Regions from separate parts of the Rattus norvegicus genome. Here region 2 is linked to region 1. Evidence: chromatin contacts called from public Hi-C data. All regions are on one chromosome and are shown on one strand. The core of a region is the stretch at or near the end of the contact, and the rest is flanking DNA. Distances in the headings are between cores, read along the strand shown.

What was found. A called contact is a pair of places that touch in the nucleus more often than the background predicts.
Region 2: a contact with region 1 is called in a Hi-C map of mammary epithelial cells, with 2.5 times the contacts expected there. The contact joins the promoter of Adamts1 here to the enhancer-like site in region 1. A contact is called at or near these places in 4 of 12 Hi-C or Micro-C datasets (the Rat2 cell line, Schwann cells, mammary epithelial cells and 1 more).

Annotation. Positions count from the first base shown.
Region 1 is chr11:38,302,132-38,305,528 of GRCr8, reverse strand. No RefSeq gene overlaps it. Among named protein-coding and RNA genes, the nearest start is that of Adamts1, 120 kb to the left of the region's middle. Within about 2 kb of position 1,733, at least 35 of the 93 cell types and tissues checked have an H3K27ac peak or open chromatin away from gene starts, as enhancers often do.
Region 2 is chr11:38,425,640-38,429,036 of GRCr8, reverse strand. Adamts1 (ADAM metallopeptidase with thrombospondin type 1 motif, 1) reads left to right here and starts at 1,653. Exons shown (of 9, transcript NM_024400.2): 1 at 1,653-2,763. The coding sequence starts at 2,034.

The sequences.
Region 1 (3,397 bases), core at 484-2,983:
TCATTCTTAAGGGTTCAACACACAGATGCTAAGGACCCGCACACCTCAACCTTGAGTTGTTTTTGTCACAGAGCAATAGAGTGGGAAATGGAAACAGGAATCACTTTAGCACAAACATTGCCCAAAATTGAATGTGATTCTGAGTTTTATGTCTGCAGGTCATACAGCGAGTGGCATGTCCTCAGAGAGGGAGAAGGACACAGAGGTGGCCTGTTCTGAGAGAGAGAGAGAGAGAGAGAGAGAGAGAGAGAGAGAGAGAAAGAAGGGAAGTAAGGGGAAGCCTGCTGGAAGAGCCCTAGCAGACTCCCATGACTGTGAGTTCAAGAAAAATGGGTAAGATTGAAATTGTGCCATCAGTTCATTCATTGCCCTTCGCCAGTGGCTAAGGAGCTTTCCTGAGGAGTTGAGGAGCCTCCTTTCTTCCTGTGTTTGCCATCGCAAGTGATCATGAAGAAGGAGCCTCTGAGGAAACAGTTAAATGAGTTATTTTCCTGTATTCAAGCACATGCACACACACACACACACACACACACACACACACACAGAGGGTGGGGGTTGAGGGGAGGTGAGAAAGACAGACACACACAAAGGGACAGACACAGACAGAGATACACAGAAACAGAGAGACAGAAAGACAGAGGGAGAGATCTACTTTGCTTCCTACTTGCACAGGAGTTGGTTTTAATGTATTAATTAGGTGTGTAAGTAAAAAACCTCAAGAAAAGTTTATGAGCAACAGGAAACTCCTTTGGCCTCCCGTCTCTTCTCCATCTACTTTGTTTTATTTAACCAGATGGTCCCCCACCACTTCCTGACTCCACCATAGTCCAAAGTACAGCTCCGTCACACCCTATAGTATGCTGTCTTGGTGAAGCCATATCCAGATGATGGATAACTGCACCAACTGTTAACTGCACTGTTTTCTAATATGGAAGCAAAAAAGATAAATTTACACTCCCATTAGGAGTTAAATGAACTTCCTTATTCAACCACTAGATGGCACTTTTAACCCACGATCAGCTGCCTCTAAAACTAATATTTTATTTTTACTCGAACATTTTTACTGTTTGAGAAAGGATGAAATATAAGAGAATATGTCTCTAAAAATCCTAATTTTAAGTAAAATCAACCAAAGACTACTTGGGTGTAACTTTTTAAAAACACGAATTGCATTTAAAAAACAACCTTATGGCCAAACTCTGATCCTAGGCTGTATAATGCACCAAACAAAAGGTTTATGTAAGCCTACATTTGGAAATAGACTGACGTGTACGACGCAGCAGCTGCAAATGAAACAGGAAGTCTAGATTTTCTATTGCACTCGACTTGACTGCTCAGAAACAGAATTTATATGTCTCCATGTTTTCACAATTTTTTAAAACTCAAACTCAGCCTCGAGACTCCATTTGCTTAAATGATGTCTTTACATTGCAGTTTACACAAACCGGAAAACCATTTCCCAACCAAAGGTTTATAAAAAGGTCTACGTTTGACCTGTACGGATGTTGATTACATGAAAACAAATTATAATTTATGCTGAGAAGTCTCAAAGCAGTAAGTACCGGCTGACCTAGTCTCCCACACATGAGGAGAGATGATTAGGAAGAAATGTCTGTTTCCACGAAAAGTAACATCAGCGTTGATAATGTGGGTCGGCGCTCAGTTACAGAGAGACCTTAATAACCTCAAACAGGGTTCCGAGTCCCGGGAACACAGGGAGAGCACTGGCTCCAGGGACCACATTTTACAAGTTGCAGCCAATCATATTGAGTAGCTCCCGGTGAAATCTAACCACTATTACTATCAAGAACGTCCTAGGAAGAGCATATTTCAACTTCAACAGGCTTTGCAAGAAGGGTCAAGGAAAGTGCGGAGTAACCCTTCTCAAAAAGCCCATTGAAGAAAGGAAGTCTCCTTCCCAGCTCCCAAACGGCACTCAGAGATCTCTGCCGCCATCTTGCACTTCAGGAGAATCGTGATTCTCTGGGGATCGACAGCCTTTATCTACAGCTAAGTAGGGCATCGGACCACAAAGGATCTGCTTCGCAGTGAGGGGGAGGCAAAAGAAAAGCAAGTGAGGAAGAGCTCATTAAACTCAGCGAGGACCTGCCAAGCTCTGAAAAACCAGGACAAGTGCAGGCTCTTTGATGCCACCTAGTGTTGACAACTATATCAGATCTTTGTAGCACTGGTTCCTAAGTTATCCCCAGAAGTGCTAACCTCCATCTCACCCAAATCCTGTGTCTGGTAAAACAGATAGCCATTCCCTGGGTAGTAGGTGGAATCATAGGCATCTAACATGACAGTTTGTGAGCCAAAAATGTGCAGTTTACAAGTGTTTTCCACAAGAACTCTGTAGAACAAACAGCCTACTTTATCACCAATACCACCTTCTTTCCGGTATCGTAATCACACAGAGAGGAATAGTGGGAAGACGTGGGTCTTTAATGCACTCATCTTTCGTAGCTTTAAAAATTATGTAATAATGGCATCATTTGCTCAGAGATCCCTGATGGAGCTTTGACGGGCCGTAAAGCTTTGCATAGTCAGTCTCCAGGTTTTGGCTCCTTGAGAGAAATTCCCTTCTCAACCCTAGGAGAACAGTGGAAACATGAACACACAAGCGAGAGTATTTTGCTCATTTTCATGTTTGATTTCAGCTCTCTCATTTATTCTTTTTAGGGTTGCACCAAGGAAACACCATAAATGCAGTGACTTAAAGCACCAAATGGAGCCCCAAAACACAGTGAAAAATCAAAATGTCTACAGAATCCCAATCGCTTTGCTGCCTGGCTTCTCCCAGCCCTGGTGGCGCTGTCACCCCTGTCCTTTGGCTGCTGCATCTTCCCTGCCATGCCTGTGGGCTGGATAACATTCTATTAGTGTTCCTATTTTTAAGTGGTCTTCCCTTTTGTAAAGATCACCAAAATTAAGTATATATAGTCCCCTGGTCATCACGTGATTGCATACGTGAATACCCTATTTCCAAAGAAGGTCACTTTCTTAGGGACAAAGGAACAGATATCAGTTTATCTCCATAGAGACCAAAGCTCACCACCCTTCCAACATCCTAGCTGTTTGGCTAAGAAGAATCTAAGACAGAGGAAGAATCTTTCAAAATTCAGAGTTTTGTGACAAGGCATTATGTCAATTCTCAAAGTGATTTAGTACCACTTTACTGACTTCCTTCTCTAATGATGTCTCGGAGACACACAGACCCAGACAGTTATCCCCACAGTCACCCCATGCTTGTCCGCCAAGAAGCCTACAAGACATAGTCTAGCCAAGAACTCTTCACTAAGTAAGGAATAAATCTGTCTTCTCCAGTTTCCCCACAGACATGCACACACCACACACACACACACACACACACACACACACACACACACACACACAC
Region 2 (3,397 bases), core at 404-2,903, 120 kb before region 1:
AGCTCTCTGGTGGAAGAACAAGGTTACTGTGTACAGTTAAGCTATCAGTGGAATCTTAAGCAACCAAAACTTGAGATAGGACTCCTCCGGTGGGTGCAATCACCAGGAAGTTATTAAGAGCTTTGAAAGAGGTTGTGGTGGCCTTGTTTCTCCTAACCACTTTTTTTTAAAAAATTCGGTCCTCCCTGGTGTGGGAGATAGTTTTTATATTTTCATGTAGGCTATCTAGAACCCTGGGAAAGTGTCTGACAGAAAGCCTTGGAAGAGGACACCTTGGAAGATTGTAAGGGACTGTGTGAGGCCCACAAATAGAGTAAGATCTGGGGAGGAGCAAAGGGACGCGGATCAACCAAGAGCCAACCCAGCAACTGATGGGGGTGGGGCCGCCAGTCCGGAGCCCAGAACTGGGAAGGGCAGGGAGCAAGAGCGCGCTGGTGTGAGCCCGCCGGTCTGCCTCGGGACTTGGGTTGTGGTTCTCAAGATTGTCCTAATGCCTTTCCGCCAGTGAGAGCATTGTGAACCATTTCCTTCCTCTGGGTCGCAGAGCCCCTCCCTCTTTCTCAGTGGAGGAGCCTCTCGACTTTTTCTTAGAGGCCGGGATAGGAAGGGCTCAGCTTTTGTGACTTTCGTAACGCGCGGATGCTGCCTTTCCCTTCCCGGTAGGAAGAGCTGGGGGAGGGGGAACCCTGTTTCCTCCCATCCCATCCCATCCCCCCTGCTTTGGACTTGGTACTGAAGAGGGGAATCTTAGCTGCATCTGTCCGCCTGGCCTGCGGCCTGCAGCAGCTGCTGTTAAGATTTTGGAAGGACGCGGACTGGGCGGGAGTTGCTTCCCTGGTGAAGAAGAGCAAGCAGAAATCCCTTCTTAGTCTCTAGGGAACTCAAGCTGGTTCCAGATTGACTGTTCCGGAAAGAGCCAAGATACACCCCCCGCCCCCCCAGAAGTCTCTAGGTAGGACTTGAGGAAACTGTTAAGGTCATTCCACGTGGACTTTTAAAATCCAGAGTCTGAGTGCCCATGACCGCCCCCCCCCCCAGCCCCACCTCTCTCTCTCCCTCTTGAGAAGCGCAGAGTCAACACACTTTGCCCAAGAAAAGCTGGGATAAAGAGAAGGACGCTGTAGCCAAGGTGCTCAGAGAAGGGTAGAAGAGACGGGAAAAATGGGGTCCTTTTTAAGGAAAAGGCAGCTGTAGTTAAAGCCCACTTTCCGGGAGAAGAGGCTCTACGTAGGGAAGAAAGGGAACTTTGAGGAATCTTTTCAACTAGACCCTCTTTCTTGGAAACTGCAGCCCAGCCGGGGCACAGGAAGGGCGACAGGAAGCAGGGTGGTCCGGGAATCAGCAGCCTTGAGACGAAGTTAAAGGTTCACTCTTTTCCCCAGAGTAGCCAGGGCTGTACAAAGTGCTGGTCACAGCGCTGTTTCGGCGTCTTACACCCCCAGAGTGACGAGCTGTGGCGTGAGGCCAGCGCGGAGGCTGCCCCCTCCCCCTTTGGGCCCCGAGGCGCAGAGCTCGGTTTAGCACCAACTGAGCTCAGGGGGCGGTGTCGCAGGGTTGGGGGGGGGAGGGGCTCCAATGTGGCTATAAAGGGGCGGCCGAGGCTGCCTAGTTCTTGCACTCGCTAGAAAGCTGCTCAGAGCTAGGTGCTGTCACTAGGCCTGAGCGCACAGCCCGGCGGAGAGAGCAGATCCTTGCTCAGATCCAGCCCTATCGCGGCCAAGGCGGAGGACGAAGAGTCCAGGCTCTTATTCTGGACTTGTTCCCCAATTCCAGGGCGCTTCTCGATCCTGCAGCAGCCTCTTAGCGGCTCCAGCAGTGCGGAGCCATTAACTACTCGGTGCTGGAATAAAAAAATTCCCGCGCGCCGGCGCAGCCTTTTTCTAAGTGACCCGGAGCTTTTGGCTGCGAGCTCTGCAAGAACTTTCAAATCAAAGTGCTTGTGAATTTTAAGCATCCGGAGCAGGCCAACGAAGCTCTGCGCGTCTAACCGTCTAACCAGAACAAGAGTTCTCTGCGCTGCAGTGTGCGGTGTCATGCAGCCAGAAGTCCCTTTGGGGTCAGGCAAGCTGAAGCCCTGCTCAGACATGGGGGACATCCAGCGGGCAGCGAAGTTTCGGAGCTCTCAGTCTGCACACATGCTGTTGCTACTCCTCGCTTCCATAACAATGCTGCTATGTGTGCGGGGCGCACACGGGCGCCCCACGGAGGAAGACGAGGAGCTGGTGCTGCCCTCGCTGGAGCGCGCCCGGGGCCACGGTTCCACCACACTCCTCCGTCTGGACGCCTTTGGTCAGCAGCTGCATCTGAAGTTGCAGCCAGACAGCGGTTTCTTAGCGCCTGGCTTCACCCTCCAGACGGTGGGGCGCAGTCCTGGGTCCGAGGCACAGCATCTGGACCCCACTGGGGACCTGGCCCACTGCTTCTACTCTGGCACGGTGAACGGTGACCCCAGCTCCGCCGCCGCCCTCAGCCTCTGTGAAGGTGTGCGCGGTGCCTTCTACCTACAAGGCGAGGAGTTCTTCATTCAGCCAGCGCCTGCGGTGGCCACCGAGCGCCTGGTCCCCGCCGAACCGAAGGAGGAGTCAATCGCACCTCCGCGGTTCCACATCCTGAGGCGAAGGCGGCGGGGCAGCGGCGGCGCAAAGTGCGGTGTCATGGACGAAGAGACCCTGCCAACCAGCAACTCGGGTCGCGAAAGCCAGAACACCCCGGACCAGTGGCCTCTGCGGAACCCCACTCCTCAGGGCGCGGGAAAGCCAACAGGTATAAGAGTGGCCCCCTTAGTCCACCCCGCCCCCCTTCTTTATGAGGGCACACTTCAGATTGCTTCTGCATGGGAATGACGCAGACCTGCAGTGAATTGAGGTTCTGGGGTCGGAACTCCCAAAAAAGTTGACCAAAGCCTGCTAGAACTATTATTTGCCCGAATGATTAATAGTTTAAGAAAAGAAGGAATCAGATCCTTCAGATAAGGGCGAAGCATTTCCTCCGAGAAGTCTATAACTCCATTCCTTACACTAGAGAATCTCTTCCCATCCCTTTAATTCCTTTAGTGAATGTATGAGTTCACTTTAACTAGGTTGTAGTTTCGCGCTGAGTTTTGTAACGTCAGTCCGTGTGTGCACGTAGAGCTCAAAGGAGGGCGGAGTAAAGGAGCAATGGTGACCTGGATGTGTGTTCAGGAGCCTAGGCAACGGAGTGGTGATCTCAGTTCTGTGGCCTTCGGTCAGTCCCCTTCCCCCATTTGAAAAGCTGACCCCGATGGCTGGTGGCTCTGAGGGGCCCCTCTGCAGAACCTACTTGGGAGGTCTTTGCTCCGCTCGCCCCGCCTCTAGGCGCCTCCTACCTCCGCCTGGCGACTAGCACTCCCTCTCTCGGCCGAGGTTGTGCTCCCTTG